Regions from separate parts of the Xenopus tropicalis genome. Here region 1 is linked to region 2. Evidence: chromatin contacts called from public Hi-C data. All regions are on one chromosome and are shown on one strand. Each heading gives the region's core, a stretch centred on a gene start, on an enhancer-like site or on the middle of the called end of the contact. The rest is flanking DNA. Distances are from core to core; before and after follow the strand shown.

What was found. Hi-C and Micro-C count contacts between places; a contact is called where the count stands out from the background.
Region 1: a Hi-C map of tailbud embryo shows a contact between it and region 2, with 7 times the contacts expected there. The contact joins the promoter of fam177b here to the enhancer-like site in region 2. A contact is called at or near these places in 5 of 5 Hi-C or Micro-C datasets (brain, gastrula embryo, liver and 2 more).

Annotation. Positions count from the first base shown.
Region 1 is chr5:9,567,549-9,570,773 of UCB_Xtro_10.0, reverse strand. It overlaps fam177b (family with sequence similarity 177 member B), which reads left to right and starts at 1,832. Exons shown (of 7, transcript NM_001127139.1): 1 at 1,832-1,918; 2 at 3,180-3,225. The coding sequence starts at 3,211.
Region 2 is chr5:9,304,579-9,307,788 of UCB_Xtro_10.0, reverse strand. No RefSeq gene overlaps it. Among named protein-coding and RNA genes, the nearest start is that of ccdc185, 8.0 kb to the left of the region's middle. Within about 2 kb of position 1,363, at least 1 of the 11 cell types and tissues checked has an H3K27ac peak or open chromatin away from gene starts, as enhancers often do. A contact at or near this core is called in gastrula embryo, where this site is marked.

The sequences.
Region 1 (3,225 bases), core at 583-3,082, 260 kb before region 2:
TGGTTGTTGTGGCTATCGGCATATTGGGCCCTGGTTGTCGTGGCTATTGGCATATCTGGCCCTGGTTGTCGTGGCTAGCTTGGCATTTTGGGCCTTGCTATTCCATACAAGAACCCTGGGTGGGCAAGAGGTGTAAGTTTTAAGCTAAGGTTACCAAATGATACAATGAAGCTGAGGAGGCTTCTAGAATTTGAGCTAGAATCACTGTGCCGAGGGCATTATGTTGTGTTTATTTCATGGCTCCCTGGTTCTCCAAGTGACCCGGAAACCATATTAAAGGGATGAGGTTGCTGTTCTACTTGGCACACATTTGCCTGAGGATTTCACAGCCCTTTTCCCCTTATCCTGTGTCCCTTACCTGCTCACCCAGTTCTGCAGGAACAGCCTTGGGTTCCTTGTGTGAGGCTGTACTGTGACTGGTTACTTCCCCTTTAATACTGCAGCCTTACCTGTGCGGGGTTTGCATTATCTAGTGCTTGTAGTGATGCAACTGCAATATCTCTCCATATTCTCAGGCCAAGTTCTATAGGGGATTTGGCACGTAATCGGCTACAGCAGTCAGAACCCCATTCCCAGGCGAGCAGGTAGTGCCACGGTGGCTATGGGGCAATGACGGATCCTTGGGATTGCAGCCAGTCTCAGCTCCAGCAATACACACATGCTATGTACAGGCCACGCCCACATTGCAGCCCCAACTGAATCATGGGAAAGGATGCCCCACTGTGCAGTGGTGTAACTGTAAGGGGAATAGGGGGCACCTTGAAAGCAATTTGCCCACATGGGGTGATACAGGCTGCACCCCAGGCACTTGCACAGGGTATAGGGGTCTAAAAACGCTTTCCTACTGGGGGGCCATTAAGTTTTCCTGTACTTACTGTAGCTCAGCACCCCAAGATAAAATCAGCCAATTTGATAATAAGGAGAGTAAATCAACTATGAATTCTCTATAGATAAATACTGAGCACTTTCAATAGAGTTTATTAATGGGCTTGCTCTGTAGCTATCCAATGAGGCTGATTCGGGTGAAGCAAGCAAAATGGCAGCTTTCATTCAAGTATTATTATTATTAACATTTATTTATAAAGCGCCAACATATCCCGCAGTGCTGTACAATAAGTGGGTTACATACATTGGACATACAGAGTAACATATAAAGCAATCAATAACCGATACAGGAGGGGAAGAGAGCCCTGCCCAAAAGAGCTTACACTCTACAAGGAGTAACATATAAAGCAATCAGTAACCGATACAGGAGGGGAAGGGAGCCCTGCCCAAAAGAGCTTACACTCTACAAGGAGTAGATGTATCCAGCAATAATAATTGTGCAGTACAAGGGAATTATGGGAAGATTTAGTCACATTAAATTGTAAGATCTGCCTCAAAAAGGGGATGGATCCATGATCATTCTGGGGCCCCATGTTTCCCAGCCATTCATTTTTGGTAAGTGCCAATAAACACGATGGTAGCTCCTGCCCTAAGTAGGATTGGAATTTATTCCTGCAATGGTTTGATGCTTACAATGTTGTTCTAAGTTCCCCTTGAGCAGTGAGCCCCTCCCACATTAGCTCCCTAAGCCCCTCCCACATTAGCTCCCTAAGCCCCTCCCACATTAGCTCCCTGTGCCACCTGTAGGCCAGACAATTAGGATTAGGGTATTAAGTAGAACTGAGGAAGGGAAACCTGAGCCTGTGGGATATTCTCCAGCCCTGAGTCATTATACAGAGCTCTCTCCCTGCGGCTCCCCCTGCCCTGGCCCAGGAGAGACGCCCTACTGATTATGTGCTGCAAAGAGTCCGGAGCTGCCCTGAAACCAAACAAAGTCTGTAGGATCTGCTGTCTGTGCCTCTGGGACTGGGCTCCCTGCCACCCACTCACCCTGGCACAGGTACCACCCGGGTACTGAGGGAGCACCGGCACGGTAAGGGGGCGAGGGGCTGATTTAGCTCATAGAGGGGCAGGTGGGGGGGCATTACTGACTAGGGGCACTAACATCAAAATGAAGGTATTTGTGGCTGAAGACAAATATGTTTAATACATATTTCATTGTAAGCAGCAGTCCTGCCCTGCTTTATGGCTGAGATTCTAGCTATCTGTATAACAGAGCATTCTGTCACAGTGGCACAGATCCTATCTGATCCCCCCCCCCCCCCCATTGTAAGCAGCAGTCCTGCCCTGCTTTATGGCTGAGATTCTAGCTATCTGTATAACAGAGCATTCTGTCACAGTGGCACAGATCCTATCTGATCCCCCCCATTGTAAGCAGCAGTCCTGCCCTGCTTTATGGCTGAGATTCTAGCTATCTGTATAACAGAGCATTCTGTCACAGTGGTACAGATCCTATCTGATCCCCCCATTGTAAGCAGCAGTCCTGCCCTGCTTTATGGCTGAGATTCTAGCTATCTGTATAACAGAGCATTCTGTCACAGTGGCACAGATCCTATCTGATCCCCCATTGTAAGCAGCAGTCCTGCCCTGCTTTATGGCTGAGATTCTAGCTATCTGTATAACAGAGCATTCTGTCACAGTGGCACAGACCCTATCTGATCCCCCCATTGTAAGCAGCAGTCCTGCCCTGCTTTATGGCTGAGATTCTAGCTATCTGTATAACAGAGCATTCTGTCACAGTGGCACAGATCCTATCTGATCCCCCCATTGTAAGCAGCAGTCCTGCCCTGCTTTATGGCTGAGATTCTAGCTATCTGTATAACAGAGCATTCTGTCACAGTGGCACAGATCCTATCTGATCCCCCCATTGTAAGCAGCAGTCCTGCCCTGCTTTATGGCTGAGATTCTAGCTATCTGTATAACAGAGCATTCTGTCACAGTGGCACAGATCCTATCTGATCCCCCCCATTGTAAGCAGCAGTCCTGCCCTGCTTTATGGCTGAGATTCTAGCTATCTGTATAACAGAGCATTCTGTCACAGTGACAGATCCTACAGTTAATAGTACAGCACTGAATGATGGATACAGATGGCACGGCAGCAGATCTGGCTAGATTGTATTGTTTTAGGATCAGATGTTTCTGTGCCTTTGTTTACAGCCCAGACCGACTGAGCATGTGTTATTCCTATATTTATAGTGGTGTCCCTGTCACCTACACTCTGCTCCCGCCCACAGCCAGGTAGGGGCACAGGTATAACCGCACTCTTGATTTTCTTGTTTTTCTTCATTACTCAGATCTGTCCCACAGACTCACAAAGTTCTCAAAATGTCGGACGGAGAC
Region 2 (3,210 bases), core at 114-2,613:
CAGAGACAGGGGAAAGTGTTGGAAGGGTTACTGCCTGCCCTGCTCTCATTTCCCTACAGAAATAGGGGTTGGTAGCACTAGGTAGGTACCTAATATATAGGGGCAGAGACAGGGGAAAGTGTTGGAAGGGTTACTGCCTGCCCTGCTCTCATTTCCCTACAGAAATAGGGGTTGGTAGCACTAGGTAGGTACCTAATATATAGGGGCAGAGACAGGGGAAAGTGTTGGAAGGGTTACTGCCTGCCCTGCTCTCATTTCCCTACAGAAATAGGGGTTGGTAGCACTAGGTAGGTACCTAATATATAGGGGCAGAGACAGGGGAAAGTGTTGGAAGGGTTACTGCCTGCTCTGCTCTCATTTCCCTACAGAAATAGGGGTTGGTAGCACTAGGTAGGTACCTAATATATAGGGGCAGAGACAGGGGAAAGTGTTGGAAGGGTTACTGCCTGCCCTGCTCTCATTTCCCTACAGAAATAGGGGTTGGTAGCACTAGGTAGGTACCTAATATATAGGGGCAGAGACAGGGGAAAGTGTTGGAAGGGTTACTGCCTGCCCTGCTCTCATTTCCCTACAGAAATAGGGGTTGGTAGCACTAGGTAGGTACCTAATATATAGGGGCAGAGACAGGGGAAAGTGTTGGAAGGGTTACTGCCTGCCCTGCTCTCATTTCCCTACAGAAATAGGGGTTGGTAGCACTAGGTAGGTACCTAATATATAGGGGCAGAGACAGGGGAAAGTGTTGGAAGGGTTACTGCCTGCCCTGCTCTCATTTCCCTACAGATGTAACATTAACCCTTTTGCTGTCAGTCCCGTCCCCTCCTGCTCACTCAGAATTTGCCCACTTACCTCTCAGGTACCTTTGCCCCACTAAGTGCTGGGCGTTTGGATACCCCAGGTGGGCGTAGAAGTGGGTGATATGAAAATGGAAATTCTCATAGCAAAACCAAATGTACATCAGCAGCAAAATTGAGCCAAAAACCACTAGAATCTGGGAGAGAGAGGGAACAAGTTATCAGTCGTATGGAGGAAGCAGAACAGTAGATAGAGCAGAAGAGCTTACATTCTAATAAGACAATCACAGAGGGCTCTTACCTCCCACTGCTCCCATTTTGGTGGCTGCTTTGCTGTAAATTCTGGTTTCGGGTCGGGGGTTCTGCCCGTTCTTCTGCGCAGAGGTGGGACCGGCATCCTTGGGATCTGCCTCGGGCTGAGTTTGGGTGCCCCCCAGTCTCCTACAGACCTGACCGGGGATACAGGGGATACAGGGGTAGGGATGGGATGCCTGCATCACTGGCCAATCACAGCGCTGGACAGAAGGAACAGCTGCCTCTGGCTGATAACACTTATCTCCCCGGGACACCGAGCTGCAGGGACACCGCATATAAATCAATGGCACAACAGGATCATTGTCTGAATCCGGGGGCCGGCACCATGTCATTTCCCCATTGTGTAAACTGATACTCAAACTGGGGGGCCCCAGTGGGACTCAGCATGCTTTAACCCTTTCAAATGCAAAGGAAATAAAGGGAAACTAAACCCCCAGAATGAATACGTAACCAACAGACAGTTTATATCATATTAAGTGGCCTATTAAAGAATCTCCCCAAACTGGAATATATATATCAGTAAATATTGCCCTTTTACATCCTTTCCCTTGAGCCGCCATTTAGTGATGGGCTGTGTGCTCCCTCAGAGATCAGCTGACAGGAAGTGATGCAGCTCTAACTGTAACAGGAAGTAGTGTGGGAGCAAAAGGCAGAACTCTGCCCATTCATTGGCTGATGGAGCCTAGCATGTATGTGTGCCTTGGCTTGTTTGTGTGCACTGTGACTCCTATGATCCCAGGGGGCGGCCCTTAGTACATAAAATGGCAGTTTCCTATTTAGGATTACCCAATGGCACATACTGCTAAATAAGTATATTTATATGAAAATGGTTTATTTAGATGAAGCAGAGTTTTACATAGGAGCTGTTTATACAATATATTTGTATAGAGACCGACATTGTTTGGGGTATAGTTTTCCTTAAGGGGAAGCCCTACAGGGAGCTGTAAACACCAGGACCCTCCTATAAGAGCTTTAGTTGCTGAAAGGCTGATGTGAGGTTACACCAATTTACCACTAGGGGGTGCTGCCGTCACATGAGAGTGTTTGTATTTGGTCGCTAGGCCTGCAGATTTAACCTTTCACCAACCCCGGATCATCATTAGAATTCTTGCTGCCTACAGAACCAAAGCATAACATATCCAAATATAAATATAAATAACAGATAACTCTGGCCACTGTGTTATTGGTTTTTCTATGTATAGCCCATGGCTTCTCCTCATTGTAGTGGCGCTATAGAAAGAGATAAGAGAGCCAGACTGGGAACAATGGAGTCCTATGTAAGGCTGAAACTGCCAGTCTTGTGAATGTATAATTATTTCTCTCTGGTTTTGTTCTCCTTATCTATAGACACCACTTGAATATTAACCCCTTAGCTTTTGTACTTCCGACCCTGTATCGTGTCCTGTTGGCGGCTGCCGAGAATTCCGGCCAGGGGGTTAATTTAACCCTTCTGTGGATACTTTGCTCAGCCTCCTGCGGCATATTGGGCGCCTGCGCAGTTCTATGACCTACTTACTTCAACTTGTATAAAAGGAACGGCCGGTCTGAAACATCCCTCTGCCAACGGCTTGTAGGGAACAAATAACTGCCCCTTTATCCTCCCAGAGAGCAGGAAAGCGACGTGTGCGACATACGGAACACTGAGCCTTTCAGCCGCCAGTTTGTAGCCAGGGGCCTTTGGGCTTTTCCCATTGACACTATAATCAAATCTGTTTCCTTAACAAATGTCCCAAAGACCCTGGCATCAGAGCCCACTTTCTGAACCATCTGATTGGGCCCCATTGGACGGCCATAAGTCTATCCGGATTGATCATTTCATCTGCCCCTTCTCAGTGCATGGATAAAGCGCTGGCAGAGGCAGAACTGGGCAGCGCTTCCCAAATTACCTGATGGTTTGGCCCTCTGCATGGCCAAGTTTTAACTAAATTTAACCATTTGGGTTGTCGTTCAACTGGGAGGATAACAGACAGTTATTCATATTGATTCCTCGTTTGATATTTCTGCAACAAAAATCATTTGAGTGCACTTCAGCTACCTGCACAGGGCACAAATAAGCACTCACCCCAAATCCCCCCCTAACTGGCCTTCAGGCTGGGCCCCCTTA